Linked DNA regions of Sus scrofa: regions 1, 3, 4, 5 and 6 are each linked to region 2. A link is a contact called in public Hi-C and HiChIP or PLAC-seq data. All regions are on one chromosome and are shown on one strand. Each heading gives the region's core, a stretch centred on a gene start, on an enhancer-like site or on the middle of the called end of the contact. The rest is flanking DNA. Distances are from core to core; before and after follow the strand shown.

The links. Hi-C and Micro-C count contacts between places; a contact is called where the count stands out from the background. HiChIP or PLAC-seq counts read pairs in DNA pulled down with a chosen protein or histone mark.
Region 1: a contact with region 2 is called in an H3K27ac HiChIP or PLAC-seq map of alveolar macrophages. The contact joins the promoter of MTMR3 here to the promoter of NF2 in region 2. A contact is called at or near these places in 1 of 47 Hi-C or Micro-C datasets (embryonic fibroblasts) and 2 of 2 datasets of contacts at active chromatin or transcription factors (alveolar macrophages and skeletal muscle).
Region 3: an H3K27ac HiChIP or PLAC-seq map of alveolar macrophages shows a contact between it and region 2. The contact joins the promoter of ASCC2 here to the promoter of NF2 in region 2. A contact is called at or near these places in 1 of 5 promoter capture datasets (fetal skeletal muscle) and 1 of 2 datasets of contacts at active chromatin or transcription factors (alveolar macrophages).
Region 4: a contact with region 2 is called in an H3K27ac HiChIP or PLAC-seq map of alveolar macrophages. The contact joins the promoter of AP1B1 here to the promoter of NF2 in region 2. A contact is called at or near these places in 1 of 5 promoter capture datasets (fetal liver), 5 of 47 Hi-C or Micro-C datasets (heart right ventricle, liver, retroperitoneal adipose tissue and 1 more) and 1 of 2 datasets of contacts at active chromatin or transcription factors (alveolar macrophages).
Region 5: a contact with region 2 is called in an H3K27ac HiChIP or PLAC-seq map of alveolar macrophages. The contact joins the promoter of UQCR10 here to the promoter of NF2 in region 2. A contact is called at or near these places in 1 of 5 promoter capture datasets (fetal liver), 2 of 47 Hi-C or Micro-C datasets (heart right ventricle and skeletal muscle) and 2 of 2 datasets of contacts at active chromatin or transcription factors (alveolar macrophages and skeletal muscle).
Region 6: a contact with region 2 is called in a Hi-C map of liver, with 2.9 times the contacts expected there. The contact joins the promoter of GAS2L1 here to the promoter of NF2 in region 2. A contact is called at or near these places in 1 of 5 promoter capture datasets (fetal liver), 2 of 47 Hi-C or Micro-C datasets (heart right ventricle and liver) and 1 of 2 datasets of contacts at active chromatin or transcription factors (alveolar macrophages).

Annotation. Positions count from the first base shown.
Region 1 is chr14:46,873,719-46,876,418 of Sscrofa11.1, reverse strand. MTMR3 (myotubularin-related protein 3) reads right to left here and starts at 1,442. Exons shown (of 20, transcript XM_001926519.6): 1 at 1,182-1,442.
Region 2 is chr14:46,652,464-46,655,163 of Sscrofa11.1, reverse strand. It overlaps NF2 (merlin), which reads right to left and starts at 1,295. Exons shown (of 16, transcript XM_003483446.4): 1 at 683-1,295. The coding sequence starts at 796.
Region 3 is chr14:46,841,062-46,843,761 of Sscrofa11.1, reverse strand. It overlaps ASCC2 (activating signal cointegrator 1 complex subunit 2), which reads left to right and starts at 1,283. Exons shown (of 19, transcript XM_021072416.1): 1 at 1,283-1,390.
Region 4 is chr14:46,518,899-46,521,598 of Sscrofa11.1, reverse strand. AP1B1 (AP-1 complex subunit beta-1) reads left to right here and starts at 1,424. Exons shown (of 22, transcript XM_013990391.2): 1 at 1,424-1,592.
Region 5 is chr14:46,781,967-46,784,666 of Sscrofa11.1, reverse strand. It overlaps UQCR10 (ubiquinol-cytochrome c reductase complex 7.2 kDa protein), which reads right to left and starts at 1,327. Exons shown (of 2, transcript NM_001129978.2): 1 at 1,153-1,327. The coding sequence starts at 1,302. ZMAT5 (zinc finger matrin-type protein 5) reads left to right here and starts at 1,612. Exons shown (of 6, transcript XM_001929010.5): 1 at 1,612-1,748.
Region 6 is chr14:46,448,370-46,451,069 of Sscrofa11.1, reverse strand. GAS2L1 (growth arrest specific 2 like 1) reads right to left here and starts at 1,303. Exons shown (of 7, transcript NM_001244834.1): 1 at 1,157-1,303; 2 at 1-231. The coding sequence starts at 212.

The sequences.
Region 1 (2,700 bases), core at 193-2,692, 220 kb before region 2:
TCTGCCCACCCAAGTCACAGGCCTAAGAAGGGAAGACTTTCTGCATGCCACCAACACACACCTTCCTTACTTGATCTCCAAGGAAAACCAACTGGGTCTTGTCTTCTTGCCCTACTGAAACGGACATGAATCTGAATGGGGAAAGTCCCCAATACCTCTCTAGGTACAAATCACAAATATTTTACATTAAAAAAAAAAAAATCTCATGTAATTCAACCCAGGCTTCGATGGCCAAATTGAATCTCAACTGCAAGAGTATGCACGCTTTTCCCCGTTGTGAAAAAACACTGGCAGATAACAAAGTAGAAGTCAAGATACTAAAACACTTAAGAATTTAGGCCGCAGCCTTGAAGAGACACCTGAACATCATTACCTATCAGTTAATGCGCAAAACTCACCTGTGCAAAACTCACAGGTAAGATTATCAGGCCCCAGAGGAGTTTACGCAAGTGGCCGTAAAATTTATCCCATTATTTTGAGGTAAGTTATCCAGCCCAAAGTACAACCAACAACATTATCTTAGGGGTTCTGGGCAGCCCAATTCAATACACTTAGCCGCACGATTTCCACCCGAGCAATAAATAACTCTGTAATCTTTCGCGGCGCTATTTAACCAACATTGCTGCGCTCTCTTCAACCGCCTCCGAACCATCCTTCCCACCCAAGTACTACCAGGTCAGGAGGATGCCCTGCTGCAGTCGGCGGCCACTCCTCCTTCCCACAAGTCCCGGGCCGCTCCGCTCGCCCCGGGGGCTCCGTCGGCCCCCGACCTCCGGCCTCGCGCCACGGAGGACTCCCACACACTCGCTCCGGGGTGAGGGACGCACACTCACCTCCCAGAGGTCCGCGGCCATGTCCCCGGACGCTGCGGGGTAGCGCCTCACACCCCTAGCCCCATGGGCCGGTCCCCGCCAGGTCCAGGAAGGCCGCCCTGGCCGGACCCCGCCTCCCCCGCGCCGAACAGGGCCGCTGCGCTCCCACTGTCCGCGCCTCCCTCTGGCGGCAGCAGCCTCCGCCCCGGCCACCCCTCTCCGGGCCACGCACGCTGTCCTCAGCCCCTTCAGGGCCGCCGCCTCCTCAGAGGGTGACAGCCGCCGCGCCGGGGACCAGGCCGGCCCCTCCTCCAGCTCCTCCTCACCCCCGGAGGAGACGGGGGCGGGGGGCGGTGTAGGTTTCCTTACCGGGCAGCAGGACATGGCGAAGCTCGTCACGGCACGGCCTCCTCCGCCACCCCACAAGGCTCCCAGGCAGGGCCGGCGGGGGGCAGCGCCTGAGCCGCTGGAGCTCCTCGCCCGGATACTCCTCCGCCGCCGCCACCGCCTTCTCACAACCACAACAACATGGCGGCAGCGGCCACACAGAGCGCGCTCACGCCACCAAGCTGGTCGGCGAGCGAGGGCGCGCGCGCACGTTCAGGCCCTTAGCCGTCGGTCGGGGAAAAGAGGGCGGGCCATCACGGATTGGGCAGGGGCGGGGCCTGAGCCGGTGGTCACGCCCCAGGAGGCGGGAGGGGCTGCAAACCTGCAAAATGCTGGTGCTGGGCGAGGGCCTGGCAGAGGAGCCCACCTAAAGCAGAAACAGGTGAGGAGTGAAAGGAGAAGAAAACCGAAGGTGGTCCCACAGAGTTTGGGGAGTTATCTTTTCCTACCTATGTAGCCCCGGGCAAGACAATTCCTCAATCTACTTAGCCAGTAGAATCTATTCTACTGTACAACATACGTTTCACCTGTAGTTGTGGTGAGGCTGAAACTATTTTAATGTAATGCAAGTAAGTATGTGCGCTCAAGGTCATACTCAGAATACAATTTCAGGCTGCTTATACCAAGCTCAGCTGGAAGAATTGAGTTTTCAAACAAACTAACAAAAAAAAAAATTGTAATGATACCTTGTAGAATAATTCTACGTACTGAGACTGAATTACCTCCAGCCCTAACAGATTCACCTCATCAGAGTTGTATTTTATCATTATACCTTTGACTTTTCTGGAAAATGGTAGAAAGAACCTGTCAAATGAAATCTATCCTTGAATTTGTTTTTTTTTTGCTTTTTCCACAGACTCTCTGCAATTATTTGTTTTTTGTGTTTACTGCTCTCTATCCCATTCCAATGTAAAAGCTACTTGAAGATAAGGATCTTGTTTATTTTATTCATCACTTTATCTCCAACACCTAGAAATGCTCATAAGTAGTGTCATGAGTTCCTGATTAACTAATAGCTAATATTCACACAACTTATCTAACTGAATCTTCACAGCTTGAATAGATAATGTTATTATCACCATTTTACAGATGAAGAAACTGAAGCCCAGAATAAGCTGCACTAAAATTAGGAAAAAAAGAAATCAAACCCAAATCCAATTAGCAATAAAAAATATGCTCTCACCCAGGAGCTCCTGCTGTGACACAATAGGATCTGCGGCATTTTGGGAGTGCTAGAACATAGGTTCTATCCTTGGCCCAGCACAGTGGGTTAAGGATTAAGCATTGCCGCAGCTGTGGCATAGGTCACCACTGCGGCTCGGATCTGATCCCTGGCCTTGCCCGGTGGGTTAAGGATCTGGCGTTGCCATGAGCTGTGGTGTAGGTTGCAGACGCGGCTCAGATCTGGCATTGCTGTGGCTGTGGTGTAGGCCGGCAGCTGTAGCTCTGATTAGACCCCTAGCCTGGGAACCTCCATAGGCTGAGGGTGCAGCCCTAAAAA
Region 2 (2,700 bases), core at 46-2,545:
AAAATTACTTGAGAGCAGTACTGTATTGGCTCGAATCAAAACGCTCCTTCACCATTTACTGGATATATGGTTTGGGGTACCCACCTAAATGAGTTGTTTTGAGAGGTAAGTGTATGAATGTCTGACACTTAGGACGTATTCAATAAAGGATAACTTATCATTGTGATACAAACTGTAGGGAAAGTTTAGGATATCATCTTTTTCCTCGAAGAGTTTTTTCCAGAAAATTTAAGCTGTGAAAAAGGGAAACAACTACTGTAGACTGTGCAATAAAATGAGATGCAACTTTTAATAGCTGGGGTACATAATATAATCGAATAAAGTTAAAAACTCTATAAAGCTGAAGTTAAAGCCTGACACTGAAAATTAAATTTCGCTACCACGGATGTTTTCAGACTCTTGGAATAACAATGAATGAAAACCTTCAGGAAGCACTTCCAAACCCAAAAGTCCCATTGAAAAAAGCAGCGATTATCTTTAACATGACGATTTGGGCCTAGATGGCTCCTTCCGGTTCTGACCCTCTCAGTCTTTGCCCAGAGATGATATAAACAGAATCCCGAAGCTTCCACCTCAACTGTCACCGCGGCAAGGGCGCCCAGGTCGGTGCCAGATCCGCACCAGGGCCCGATCCCGCCAGGCCTCCCTTCGCTGCAGCCCGTAGGGGCTGCCGGCCGGTTACCTCGCAATTGAACTCCATCTCCGCGTCCATAGTGACGATCCGCACGGTGAACGTCTTGGGCTGCTTCCTCTTGAGAGAGCTGAAGCTCATTCGGGAAGCGATGGCCCCGGCCATGGCGTGGGGCTCAGGCCCGGGAACCTGGGGCCCCGGGGCCTGCACTCTGGACCTTTTAGCCTCCCTGGAGAAGCCGCACAGGCCTCAGGGCCACCATGGTGGCCGGCCGGCCGGCCCGGGAGCTGTCTGAGCGGCGCGGGCCCCCAGCGGCCAGCATGGGCCGCGAGGACCGTGCCCTGGGAACGGAAAGGGGAGTTGGGGGGCGGGCCCTGATGGCCGCGGGGAGAGATCGCGATCAGGGACAGACAAGGCGGGCACCGCCCGGCTCTCGCCGGGACTCGGGCTGGGGACGTTGGGGACGCCCAGGGACGGGGGCCCTAGACGGCGGCTGCCCAGACCCTGCGCGCCTCTCAGCGGCCAACAGAGGTCTCAGGGGCCGCTCTCCAGCCAGGCGCGCACGTGCGCGCGTGGCTGTCACCGTCCTAGCTCCGCGCACCCGCGGGAAGCGTCCCCTCCCCGCATCCCCCGGCCTGCTCCCTGCCCCGCCCTCAGGCCCTTCAGAGCGCTACACGCAACGCAACCTAACTCGGCGGCTGCAGCCTAGACACCACGATTGGCTGAGAACTCTGAGGGAGGCGGGACTTTCTCCCGCTGTCCCACCTTCTTCAGTAGGACTTTACCAATTGGAAGTTCAGATCTAATTGGAGGCGCGGGATTACCCTCGACGTTGAGTGGCTAAGGCAGCGTCACTCCGAACGCTTTTGTTCGTAGGGGTACGCCTACTCTAGCAAGACTGGTTGACGCGGGGAGCCCGGCGCGCCTTTCCCAGGAAAACAAGAAGAGGCTGCTCCCGGGGCGCGGGAGATGAGTCACTCCTCAGTTCAGCAAGGGACTGCCCTTCGGACCAGGTCTGCGCCGAGTGTGGCGCCCCAGGAGACTGCGTTTCGAACGCCGAGCGGCCAATCCTGTTTAGCACTTAATTGCATGTATTACATGTACTGACTTGGTTTTTCTTAAACTTTCAAATCACTTGAGGCCGCTTGGTAGCGGGCAGTTTCCGCCAAGTCCTTCAGCTTCTGTTGAGGAGAAATTCTAGTTGTTACCGCGGGAGGGGGTAATAATTGCATCTGTCTCATGGAGTTGTTGAGGAATTTAAGCGAGATCATCCATATAAAGCTTTAGATAAGTGACTGGTCATACTACGTTGAATCTTATGAAATTATTCTTTCTGTAGATTTAAAAAACTAGAAAAATGAAAGCAGTTTTTATGTTGTGTTCTGTGTGATTTCCAGTTTCAGATCATATACATGATTTTTGTTTAAACTTCCTCAAGGGTTACAGTGAATGTGTGTGAGAGAGAGGTAGGGGAGTATAACTTTCTGTGTTTTTGTTGTGGTTCTTTAGGGCCACACCTGGGGCATATGGAAGCGCCTGGGATAGAGGTCCAACTGGAGCTGCAGCTTCCAGTCTACACCACAGCCACAGCAATGCCAGATCTGAGCCGCATCTGCGACCTACATCACAGCTCAGGGCAATGCGGGATCCTTAAACCACTGAGGGAGGCCAGGGATTGAATCCGAGTCCTCTTTGGATACTAGTTGCTGAGCCACAACTGGAACTCGTGTGTGTGTGTGTGTGTGTGTGTGTGTTTCTGTTTCTCTTTTAATCCAAATTTTAAGTTAATTCTTAGTGGTTGCCTAGCTGAGTGGTTGAAGGTTAAGCGTTGCACAGGTATTAACTATCATTATCACCCCCACCCCCACTCTACAGGTGAAGAAAAAGCTCAGCATGACGGAGCTACTTGCTGGCTAGCATCTAACTGCTGAGAGGCAAAGCTGGAACTCAAACCCAGGTCTGTTCCACCCAGAGACTGCTCGTATTACCTCTACTCTGCTCTCCTTCCCTGGTGGTGGCTTCTGAATTGCTCCTCCTGGTTACAGCCCCAAGACCCTGAACTACAGTTC
Region 3 (2,700 bases), core at 34-2,533, 190 kb before region 2:
GGATGTATGATAGCTCAGACAAGGATGCCTCCTTTGGAAGCTCACATTCTTCATTTTCTCTTCAGGCAAAGGAGAGAAAACAAAGATGAAATAAATATAAGGCTTAAGGGGGGTGGGGGGATGCACTGAGGGTTTGGGATGGAAATGCTATAAAATTTGGTTGTGATGATCGTTGCACAACTATGAATATAATAAAGTTTACTCAGTAATAATAACAAAAAGGGTTAACACTCCAACCTATAGTCTCCTTCCTTCCTCTCTCCTTTCCTCCTTTTCTCTCCACTAAAATTTCTTGAGCACCTACTGTGTGCTTGGCATTGTCTGTATCATCTCATGAAGCTTCCTAATGACAAAAAAAGTTGGTTATCAATGACTCCTTTTGACAGATGAGGAAAATGAGACATATTTGGAGAAGTTGGGTGTCTTATTGGATGTTTTTGTCTTTTTTTTTTTTTAGGGCTGCATCCAAGGCATATGTAAATTCCCAGGGGTCAAATTGGAGCTACAGCTGCCAGCCTAAGCCACAGGCACAGCAACATGGGATTCGAGCCACCTCTGTGACCCACACCACAGCTCATGGCAACACCAGATCCTTAACCCACTGAGCAAGGCCAGGGATCAAACCCAAATCCTCATGGATCCTAGTTGGGTTTGTTACTGCTGAGCCACAACAGAACTCCCTGTTTTGTCTTTTTACAGTCATGTTATTTAGCTCTAAAACATCAGCGATATTAATAACCATCTGGAATGATGAAACCAATCCATACATTTTTTTTGCCAGAAGTCTATTTTAAGTTTTCTCTGCCAAAGGCTGTCTACACATGATTTTCTTCCAACGAACCACTAAGATACAAATTATCTCCTGTATGCCCAATGGGTATGATGCCAGAGGGGGGAAAAACAGAGTTACTGGCACTTTTTTCCCTGTCCCTTCAGTATCACTGGATGATCGGTTTGCCTGAAAAATGATGCCAATAAAGGGAAGCTTGCAGCATTTATCCACAGAATTCTTTCTGGACTTGAGACGATGGCCGAGAAGGTTAAGGAATGAGGTTGAAGCCTAAGAGCACGGTACCATACTTAGTTTTTTCAAGAAGTGTAACCACACCCGCTTTCTGCTCACCTTCCATCCTCGCTGCTAAAGCAAGGAGAGAGGTAGGAGGGCGTGGTTACAGCCAGGCCTGTCCCTAGTGGAGGCGGAGACTTGGGGCTGGGGCGTGGCCCCAGGTCCGGCTTCCCTGCGGCAATTGGCTCCGGGGGCGGGGCCGGGCCCAGGCTTCCTGTCTGCGCCTGCGGAATCGCCGTTTGACCCCGGAAGCGCCGGCGCTCTGGGAGCTGTCACCGTGGACCGCCGCGGCGGCTGCATAGAGCTGGCAGTGGAGCCGCCGAGGTGAGTGCGTGGCTGGGCCCTGCCGGATGTGGGGCATCGTGCCTGGGAGGGGCGGCAGCCGTGCCTCACGCGGCCTCGGGCCCCTCCACCTCCACGGCAGGTCTAGGGCTTCCGCTGCCCCCGGGGCCGTGAATCGCCCCATCCCCCTCCACTCTGCCCAGCCAAGCCGCTGAGCCTAGAGTCTCGGGTTCGAGGATCGGCCCCAGAATGACCTTGGAGGAGCCGCGATCCTCCCACCCACCCCTCCAGCGTCAGTCTCCTCAGCATTCATTCATTCTTTCAACAAATATTTGTCTAGCGCTTCCTACGTGCCGGGCACAGATCTAAGCACTGGAGGGTACAAACAAGACAAGTCTCCCGCCCTCTTGGAGCCTACAGTCTAGTGGGTGGAGACAGTCAACCACAAATAAAAGCACTAGGATATGACAGTAACTAGGGGAGTGTATACTTTAGCTAGGGCAGTACGGTAAGGTCTTGGAGTGATACTGAATTGAGACCGGGAGGGTGAAGACAGTCAGAAACAGGTAGCAGTAGTCTTGGGGGTGCTCCCAGGCCTAATTGTAATTGGTACTTGCTCCAAGCTTCCCTTCTAAAGAAAGTTCTTTCCTAATTTTGGGCTTCTGCTGCCCTGCTTGGCGCTGAGGATGCTTTGGGGACCACAGTTATCATAATGATCACTGTCTTTATCCTTTTGGTACTCAGAGTCCAGTCTTCACCCAGTTCATTTCCACACACACTTTAGATGAAAATCTTCCTTGACATCCTCTCTCCTTCAAGTCATTTCTCTCTGTCAAATGCTGTCACAACCCATTGCCCTTACCTGCATCAAATACTCATGGTACTGAGTTTTACTCATTTGCATGACTATTTAGTTTATATCTGTGTTAACCATCAGGACTGTAAACTCTACAAAGCGCAGGATCAAGTCTCTTCCTTGTCCACCTTAGTATTCTCCAGGCTTCACTGCAGGCACATAGTAGATACTCAGAAACTCTTTTGAATGGATGAGTAAGATAATTAACACAGTTTTTTTCACTCCCCGGTGGTTTGTAGAAGGCCTCTCCTGCCACCAGGATATTATCTTCTCTTTCTCATTGTGTCTTTTCTCTACTTGAGTGACTCTTCACCGCCTTCAAATGAAAGGCCAAAATCTTTAGCATAACATTCAAGGCCCTTTTTAATTTTTTTATTTTTTGCTCTTTAGAGCTGCACCTGTGGTGTATGGAAGTTCCCAGGCCAGGGGTTGAATCGGAGTTACAGCTGCCAGCCTATGCCACAGCCACAGGAACGCAGGATCCAGGCCGTGTCTG
Region 4 (2,700 bases), core at 175-2,674, 130 kb after region 2:
GTTAATTAAACATGCAAAACTATATTAAAATTAAAACAGTAATATCTGGATTAGATGGGACATAAAGACTTGGCTGTGCAAACTTATTTATTAATACGTTTTGTAATATGAAACAATTGGTGACAACCCAAGTGAACAACTGTAGAGGTTTGTTTTTGAAAACAGTGATGCCGTCCATACAATAGAATCGCAGGTGTTGGAAAGCACCAAACAAAAATGTATTTCTTGGAGTTCCTGTCATGGAGCAGTGGAAACGAATCCGCCTAGGAGCAGTGATGTTGCGGGTTCGATCCCTGGCCTCACTCAGTGGGTTAAGGATCCTGCGTTGCTGCGGCTGTGGTGTAGGCCAGCAGCTGTAGCTTGGATTCTACCCTTAACCTGGGAACCTCCATATACTGAGGGTGCAGCCCTAAAAGTTAAAAAAAAAAAAAAAAAACTCTAAATATATTTCTTGCTTTAGAAGACTTTTACCAATATCTTGGTGAGGTAAAAATACCAAATGATGTGTTGAGTCTGGAAGGATATTCACCAAAATATTAAGAATGAGTGTACAGCAGAAATTGGCACAATATTGTAAATCAACTATACTTTAATTTTAAGAAATGATTGTCTCCGGAAATGGGATTGCAGATGATTTCTCTCCTTTTGCTTACTAGTATATTTCCGTTTCTCTACAATGCAAATATTTGTCCAGTAAACATTTTTAAAGAGTAATGATTAATTAATATTTTAATGAGGATAATCAGATGGAATTCCCATTGTGGCTCAGCAGGTTAAGAACCCAACTAGTATTCATGAGGATTCTGGTTCTATCCGTGGCCTAGCTCAGTAGGTTAAGGATCTGGCATTGCCAGAAGCTGCGGCATTGGTTGCAGATGCCACTCGGATCTGGTGTTGCTATGGCTGCAGCACAGGCCACAGCTGCAGCTCCGATTAGACCCCTAGTCCAGGAATTTCCATATGCCCTAAGTGCAGCGGTAAAAAAAAAAAAAAAAAAAAAAGAAAGAAAGAAATTATCCAGGAGGAGAAAGTTTAATAATACCAGAGTTGGGAGTGAGATTGCTATAGCAACTGAAGTCCTGATTAACCCAGCCAAAAGGAGGATGGGACATCATTAAGCTCTCCTTGGAAGGTCTAAGGTTTTCTCTTACAACGCGGAATTCCTTCATAAAGTAAGCGATCTTGAGCAAAACTTGCCCCTCTCAGAGTCTAGTTTACCCGTCTGTAACGACCTTTTCCATCTTCATCATGTTAAACTACGTAACGGCTTATCTGTCTAATCTTTCTCTGGCTCTACAGTGGCTGAGAACGACATGTCGGAGGAGGGTTAATTCCCGCCGGCCCCGCCCTCCTGGCCACGCCCTCACGGGCCCCACCCCCGCCCGGGTTGAACCCTTGACCCCGCCCCCAGGCCCTGCGTCCACCGGAAGTGCCCGAGCGCGGGCAGCTCACTTCCGCCCGGCAGGTGACAGCCGCGGGGCTCGGAGCGGCTGGCGGCACGGACGCACCGGGAGAGTGGGACGACAAGGCCGCGGACGTTTTACTGCAGAGTGGAGCCGCGCCGTGGCGCCGGGAGCCGTTTGGACCTGCGGGTGAGGAGGCGGGGAGCCCGGCGAGGCCGGAGAAGAGATGGGGCAGGGAGTCGGGGGGTCTGAGGTGAGGGGTTTGTGGGGTCAGAGGTCACGGAGAGGACGAGGCGCTAGAGGAGCTAGAGTGGCTTCCCAGGCCGCGTTGAGGCAGAAGGGCTGCGGGTTCATTCATTCTCGGCCGCTTGGCCTCCCGCCTCCACCCCAGGTCCGCAGTCCCTCTGGGGGCGCCCTCCTGGAGAGACTCCTAGACTTAGGCCCCAGGGAGCCTGCGCTTGGCCAAACAGGAAACTTCTCTTCGGGTCCTGGTTCCCTCTGCATTCTTACCCCCATGGCCAGCCTGAGTCTTCCTCCTCGTTCAGGGCCTTATCTCTTTGCCAAGGTTTGAAAAGAAAAAAAAATAAAAATAAATTAAGGAGCAGCCCGCGCTGCCTGCTCTGGGGTAGGGTTGGGTTTGGTCTGTACTTAGGCGCCTCACCAACAAGTTAACTGGGGACACCTGTAATAAATGCCAAAACTACTGATAAAATGCTAGCTGCTGATTAATTGAGCTCTTACTGTGTACCAGGCATTATGTTAAGTACTCGTAATGCAGCATTTAAATTTCCCAGCAACCTTTGTGAGGTAGCTGCTGTTGTTATCTCCATTTCACCTCCGAGTAAAATGCACAGAGAGGTTAAGTCACACCTGTAAGGTCAATCGGGTGGTGTAGGCAAGAGTCAGAATTTCTACCCAGGTTCTCAGGAACGTGCAAAGTGCAGAGACCAAAGAGAGGCTGGAGCAAGATTGGAGTGTAGGAGCTATTTAATATCTTTAGCTGCCATTATATTTACTTGCATCTATATAAAGATGTAGCCTTATTGCTTCTTGTCTAACCTTCATAAGGAGCATTTGATTCACTTTATTTAGGATGAAACAGTTTTGCAGGTCGTTGCTTTTCAGGGCAAGAGTTTTTCCTGACTATTGGGTACTGTGAGACATCAGATAGGCTATGGATGAAACTAATTTAATAATATCCAGAACCTCCCTTGAGAGTGGTTGAGCTGCATTCTTTTTGGAGTAAAGAGGAACTACATGACCCCTTAGAGGAATCTTTTGGCCCTGGGTTCTTGAA
Region 5 (2,700 bases), core at 78-2,577, 130 kb before region 2:
CAGGAATCAAACCCACACCTCTGCAGTAACCCGAGGGCTACAGTCAGATTCGTGACCCACTGCACCACAGCAGAAGCTCCTGAAACCACGATTTAATGATATAAAGAATGCAGAGCACTTAGCTCAGTGCCTGGCACACAGTGAGTCTAAAAGGTGTTGTTTTTCTCTACCTTATGCTTCCACTTCCTCCTGAGGAATATAACAAATGCTATTTTTTGAGTTGGTACCACCTACTAGGTACTGTGGCACTTTGCCTAAATCTCAAATAATGCTCACAATAAGTCCCCGAAAGGAGTTTCCATCATGGCTCAGTGGTTAATGAATCTGACTAGAATCCATGAGGACGAAGCTTCAATCCCTGGCCTCCCTCAATGGGTTAAGGATCTGGCATTGCAGTGAACTGTGATGTAGGCCAGCAGCTACAGCTCCAATTGGACCCCTAGCTTCGGGTGCAGCCCTAAAAAAGCAAAAAACAAAAAAACAAAAACAAAACAAAAAACAAACCTCCCTGAGACAGTTACTATTATTATCATCTCTATTTCATAGATAAAAGTGAGAGCTTGCCCAACCTAATGCCACAGTTAAGTGATAAGGCCCAGTATTCCCACCCAAGATTCTCTGATTTCATACCCACCCCACCCTACTCAATGATTAAGAGTTATTAACCATTATTAATACCACCGCTGCCATCATGGAAAGACTTTGGAACCAAAAAATGCTACCTAAATGGCCACCCATAGTGTCTAAGGAGATGTCCTTTTCAGGACAGGTGCCTAATCAAATTTGCCCTTGTGACCCCCAGATGAGACAGAGGGGCCGGGGTCCAACCTTGACTCGCCACTGATTTCCTAGTGGTGTGACCCTAGCAAGTCTTTTGCTCTCACCTGGTTTTAGTTTAGGCTTCTGCAAATGGAGAAACGGGTTTGTGGCGTGGCAGGCAGCAATACTTAGAACCCCCGCATAGTGGGACCTATTGACCTCGTTTAACTTTTTAGGATTCACACCGGGGGTAACGCACAGACGGCAGTCTACAGACACAAGACGCCCAGGGTTTACCCCCTCCTTGTAAAGGTCGACTGAGTCCCGTCCCACCTCCACTCCCACTGTCACCCCTCGAAGGAACCCAAGGTCAGGGATGGCCCAGGCCCTCACCCCCTGGTTGATGTGTTCGTAGATCGCGTCCGCGCCTTGATCGAAGGCGCGCTCGAAGAATAGAGCGCCCACGGCGATCGTGAGGGCGAAGGTAGAGGTCCTGCGAAACAACAGGGAGTACAACCTCGCAGTCAACGTCGGGGCAGCCATGTTTGTCCGCTGCAGAACTAGCACCACCGCGCCTGCGCTTCGACCGACCTTTCCACAAAGGTCCTCAACGTGTAACGCTTTATGGGATTTGTAGTTCTTTTGAACTTGAGTGCTCGTCGTTTTGCACCATTGAAGTAACTGATGGCTTGTGAGCTATTAAAATCTCCTAAAATTCATACCACGACAGCCCAAGTCGTTTTGGTAAAATGTATTACCCAGTTTTTCTCCTCAATCATTTCTTGCTGATTGAATTTTTTTTAAAACTACAACGCCCAGAAGCCCTCGCGCTTCCTTCACCTCCTCCTACGCTGTCTTTGCTTTGATTCTCAAAGGTTTCTGGGAAGGGCGGGCTGATACTCCAGGAAGGACTACGAATCCCAGCAAGCAGTTCGCTGAACCAAGGCGCAGGAGGAGGAGTTGAGAGCCGTCGGGCGCCGCGGAGCCAGGTACTTTTTTTGGCGGGACGTCGAGTGGCGAGTTCTAGTCTTCCTCCCAATACGGAAGAACTTGAGCTCTTACGTTTAAGTCCGCGAGCCCCGCGGCGGGTCGCAGTGGATATAGGGGCAAGGCCTGAAATCCCAGTCCCAAGCTTGTCCCTCCTCCTATCTCCTCCGGCAGCCCCAAGTCCAGGGCTATAGTTGAAGCCTGTGGCAACAGTCAGCCTTTGCCGGGCCTCTGGGGAAGAGGCCATTCTGCCCATGCTTCCGTTTCCCCTCATCCCTGGGTTTCGCTGCAGACACCCCTGGCCTGGAAGGCGGGAGACCTAGATCCATTCATTCTCTCTTGGGAATGGAAATAGCAGGACTTTGGAGCACTAAGGACGTCCAGCAATTGTTTTCTGAGCGCTGGGCCATGAGCTGGAGACCCAGCGGGGAATACGTCCCAGCTTTTGGGGAGCACCCATTTTACAGTGTGTGGGAGGTGCGATAATGACAGGTAACGCTTTGAAGAGCAGAAAAAAGGTTGATTGGGGAGGGGGTGGTTGTGGTAATATTTTAGCTAAGGTTCCCCAAGGTGACACTTAACCCTAAACCCAAATGGATATAGCTATTCGAACAGGAAAACGTCGTGCAAGGCCTTGAGGCTGCTGCGGTCCTGAGGTGTTTGAAGGAAACAATTTGAGTGGACTATGAAATAGGCTCGGGTCAGGTCATATCTGGTCTTCTAACCCGTGGTGAAGGGTCGTTTTTTTTTCTAAATTGCACGCGGAAGCCACTGAAGGGTTTTAAGCTGGGATGTGAGGCAACCTAATTTACGTAACAGTAGCAGCGGTCATCATTTCTGGCTGCTCTCTGGAGAACTGACTGAAAAGGAGGAGCTACTGTGAGGGGTCAGTGGAGGCAGGGTGGTAATTTAGATTAGGGTGTGAGTTAGAGTAATGATGGGTTTGGGATGTAT
Region 6 (2,700 bases), core at 54-2,553, 200 kb after region 2:
TCCGTGACAGCGTTGGCATGTTGGCACAGTGTGGTGCCGGTAGCCAGCCCCGTCAGGAAGCCATCACCACCACTGGGCAGACCCAGGCCATACAAGGCATTGAGCCACTCGGCCAGGTCCTCCTTCATGGCCTCCACATAGGCCTCGCTTGAGCGGAATGGCCGCACGCTCTTGGCTGCTGAGCCTGCAATGCCCGCCACCGGGTCCGCCATGCCCAGGCCAGCCGAGTCACTGTGGGCAAGGACACGGGTCAGGATTGCTGTGAGGACCCATTGAGCTCTCAGTACAAAGTTGCTGACCACCTGCACTCTCCTGTCCTTTCAGACCAAATGTCTGAGAAACTTCTCGCCTCAGTTTTCCCGTCTGTGAAATGGATACAATAACATTACCTTCCTCATAGGAACAAATGGGATAATTTTTATAAATGACTTAGTGTCCATAAGTGTTTGTTGTTTGGTTCTTTGAGGGGAGACAGGCTGTTGGGGTACTTGGCTGAGTCCTCTCGCCCAGGCAGGGAGGCACCCATCTGGACCTCCCTGTGTAATAGGTGATGAGCTGAGCCCTAGAGAGATGAGCCCCACAGCCCTGGACTCACAGTAGGAAGCCTGGTTCTGACCTCAGAGAGGGGTTAGCCCCACTGCTCAGGGCTGCTGCCCATCCTGCTTCCTCCGGAAAGATCCCAGGTCCTCCCTCAGACCCCTTTCCCTAAAGACCGTGTCATTATAGCAATGACATGAACAGCAGCAGCAGAAAAGTAATCACGATGATCGTGGCCAGCACTAAGCTCAGTGATATTACCTCCATTTTACAGATGAGGAAACTGAGGAGCAGAGCGCACTCATGGACGCTGAGCAATGGGTGGCGGGGCAGTAGGAGCCCTGGCCGACGGACAGGGCACTGCGTTGCTGATCCGGCAGCCCGCTGGCCCGGGCCAGGCCCCGCCTCCTCCAAGGAGCCTCCCCAGCGCCCCAGGCTGGTCCGAGTGAGCCAGGACTCAGAATAGCCTTCGCCAGCCCCGGCTGTCCTCTGGGCTTCGGCCCAGAGAGGGTGCGGGGCTGCCCAAGGTCACACAGCTCTGGGGAAGAGGCCGCGGCCGCTGCCGCCAGGTCCCCTTCACTGTGTGCCGGACAGGGGGTCTGGGGGTCCCCGCACTCACCTCGCTCATCCTGCGGCCTCGGGGAGCATCGCTCTGGCGGGGCCGGGACCGGGCCGCCGCAGGGAGGCGCCGCCCGAGCCACAGCGATCCCGGTCCCACCACCGCGTCCTCCGCGCCAGCCGTCTCCGCCCCGCCTCCCTGGAATTCGGATCCGGCCCGGAGGGGTGGGCGGGGCCACATGCTCTTAAAGGGGACGCGCTCTTCCCGGGCTGGGAGGGTCTGCAGATGCCGAGCGGGCCAGGGACTCTTTGCAACCCTGAGTGGAGGCGGAACTAGGGCCCCCAGGCAACCCTACCAGCCCAGATGTCCCATACCCACCCAGGCTGGTCCCCACAGTCTCTTCCACCCTTCTTGGTCTCCTGGGGAGGGGTTTGGGTGTTTTTAGTTGCACTCCCTCGTCTCCAGTTGGTGGCCTCCCGGGTGAGGGCACAGCCTTTTCGTTCCCAAGAACTCAGGAAGCGATAGGGACCTGGGGCTGCAAAGTCACCTCCTCCAAGTGGTCCTCCTTAGCTCAGATAAATGAAGCTCTCCAACCTGGGGTGGCGGGCTTCCTACAGGCAGGGCGGCCTCGGGGAAGGATGGGGAGGGCTCTGTTACCCCCACCCAGCCACTGGAATGCTCTTTTTTAACCCTGAGATTAGGGGACCCTGTTTCTCCGATGAAGGCACTGAGGCTTAGAGGGGTAGGCAGGATGACGCTGTGGGCCCCTCCTCTGCGGTGAGGACGGGCCAGTCCTGGACCAACTCTGGCTGTCCGGGTGCGGCCATAGGCTATGGGTGAGAGGAGGATTGGCAGCAGCCGAAGGTTAAACCCGCCTGGTTTCTTTTCAAACTGCAGAGGAGGGAGCTGGCTGGGACCAGCGGGAAATCCTGCCCCCTGCTGCGGCAGGTCTGGCTAGGCAGCAGCCTTGCTGGCCAGGCAGGACTGCTTGGGATGTGGGGGGAAGCACTACCAACAACAGCCAATGCTCAGAGCTTTGATAAGGCTCCTACTGTGTGCCAGGCCTACTGTGCACCCTTGACCTGAAGGAACTGATGAGTCACCTCTATGAGGGACACTGTTATGCCCAAACTTGGGCTCAGTCAGAAGAGTAGCTGATGGAGCTGGGATTTGAACAATGACTATTTTGGGAATACCCTCATTCAAGGATCTGGGGATTTGGTTGTGGACCTACTGTGTGCCTGACCTTCTGGTACCAGGCTGCTCAGATGCATCATTTCACTGAGTCATTATGGCCTTTCAAAAGGTGGGCTCTCACCCCAACACCCAGGTGGTACAGGTCCCACTCCACCCTCTCCTTAGCCCCCTACCCCCACTGCAGAGTGAGGAAGGCAGGTGATGGACGTAGTAATGGGTGGCACCTGCCTGGCACCTACTGTGTGCTGCGTGTCTTTGGGCACTGCAAACCAAGAGCAAAGAGCAGGGAAGAAAATGGAGCTGGCTCTTAGGTTCACAGTTAAGAAAGGTGGCCCCTGGGGTGCAACAGCAACAAGGCGCTGGAGAGAAGAGAGTGGGGAGCAGGAGCAGCAGCTGGGGTGGCAGGC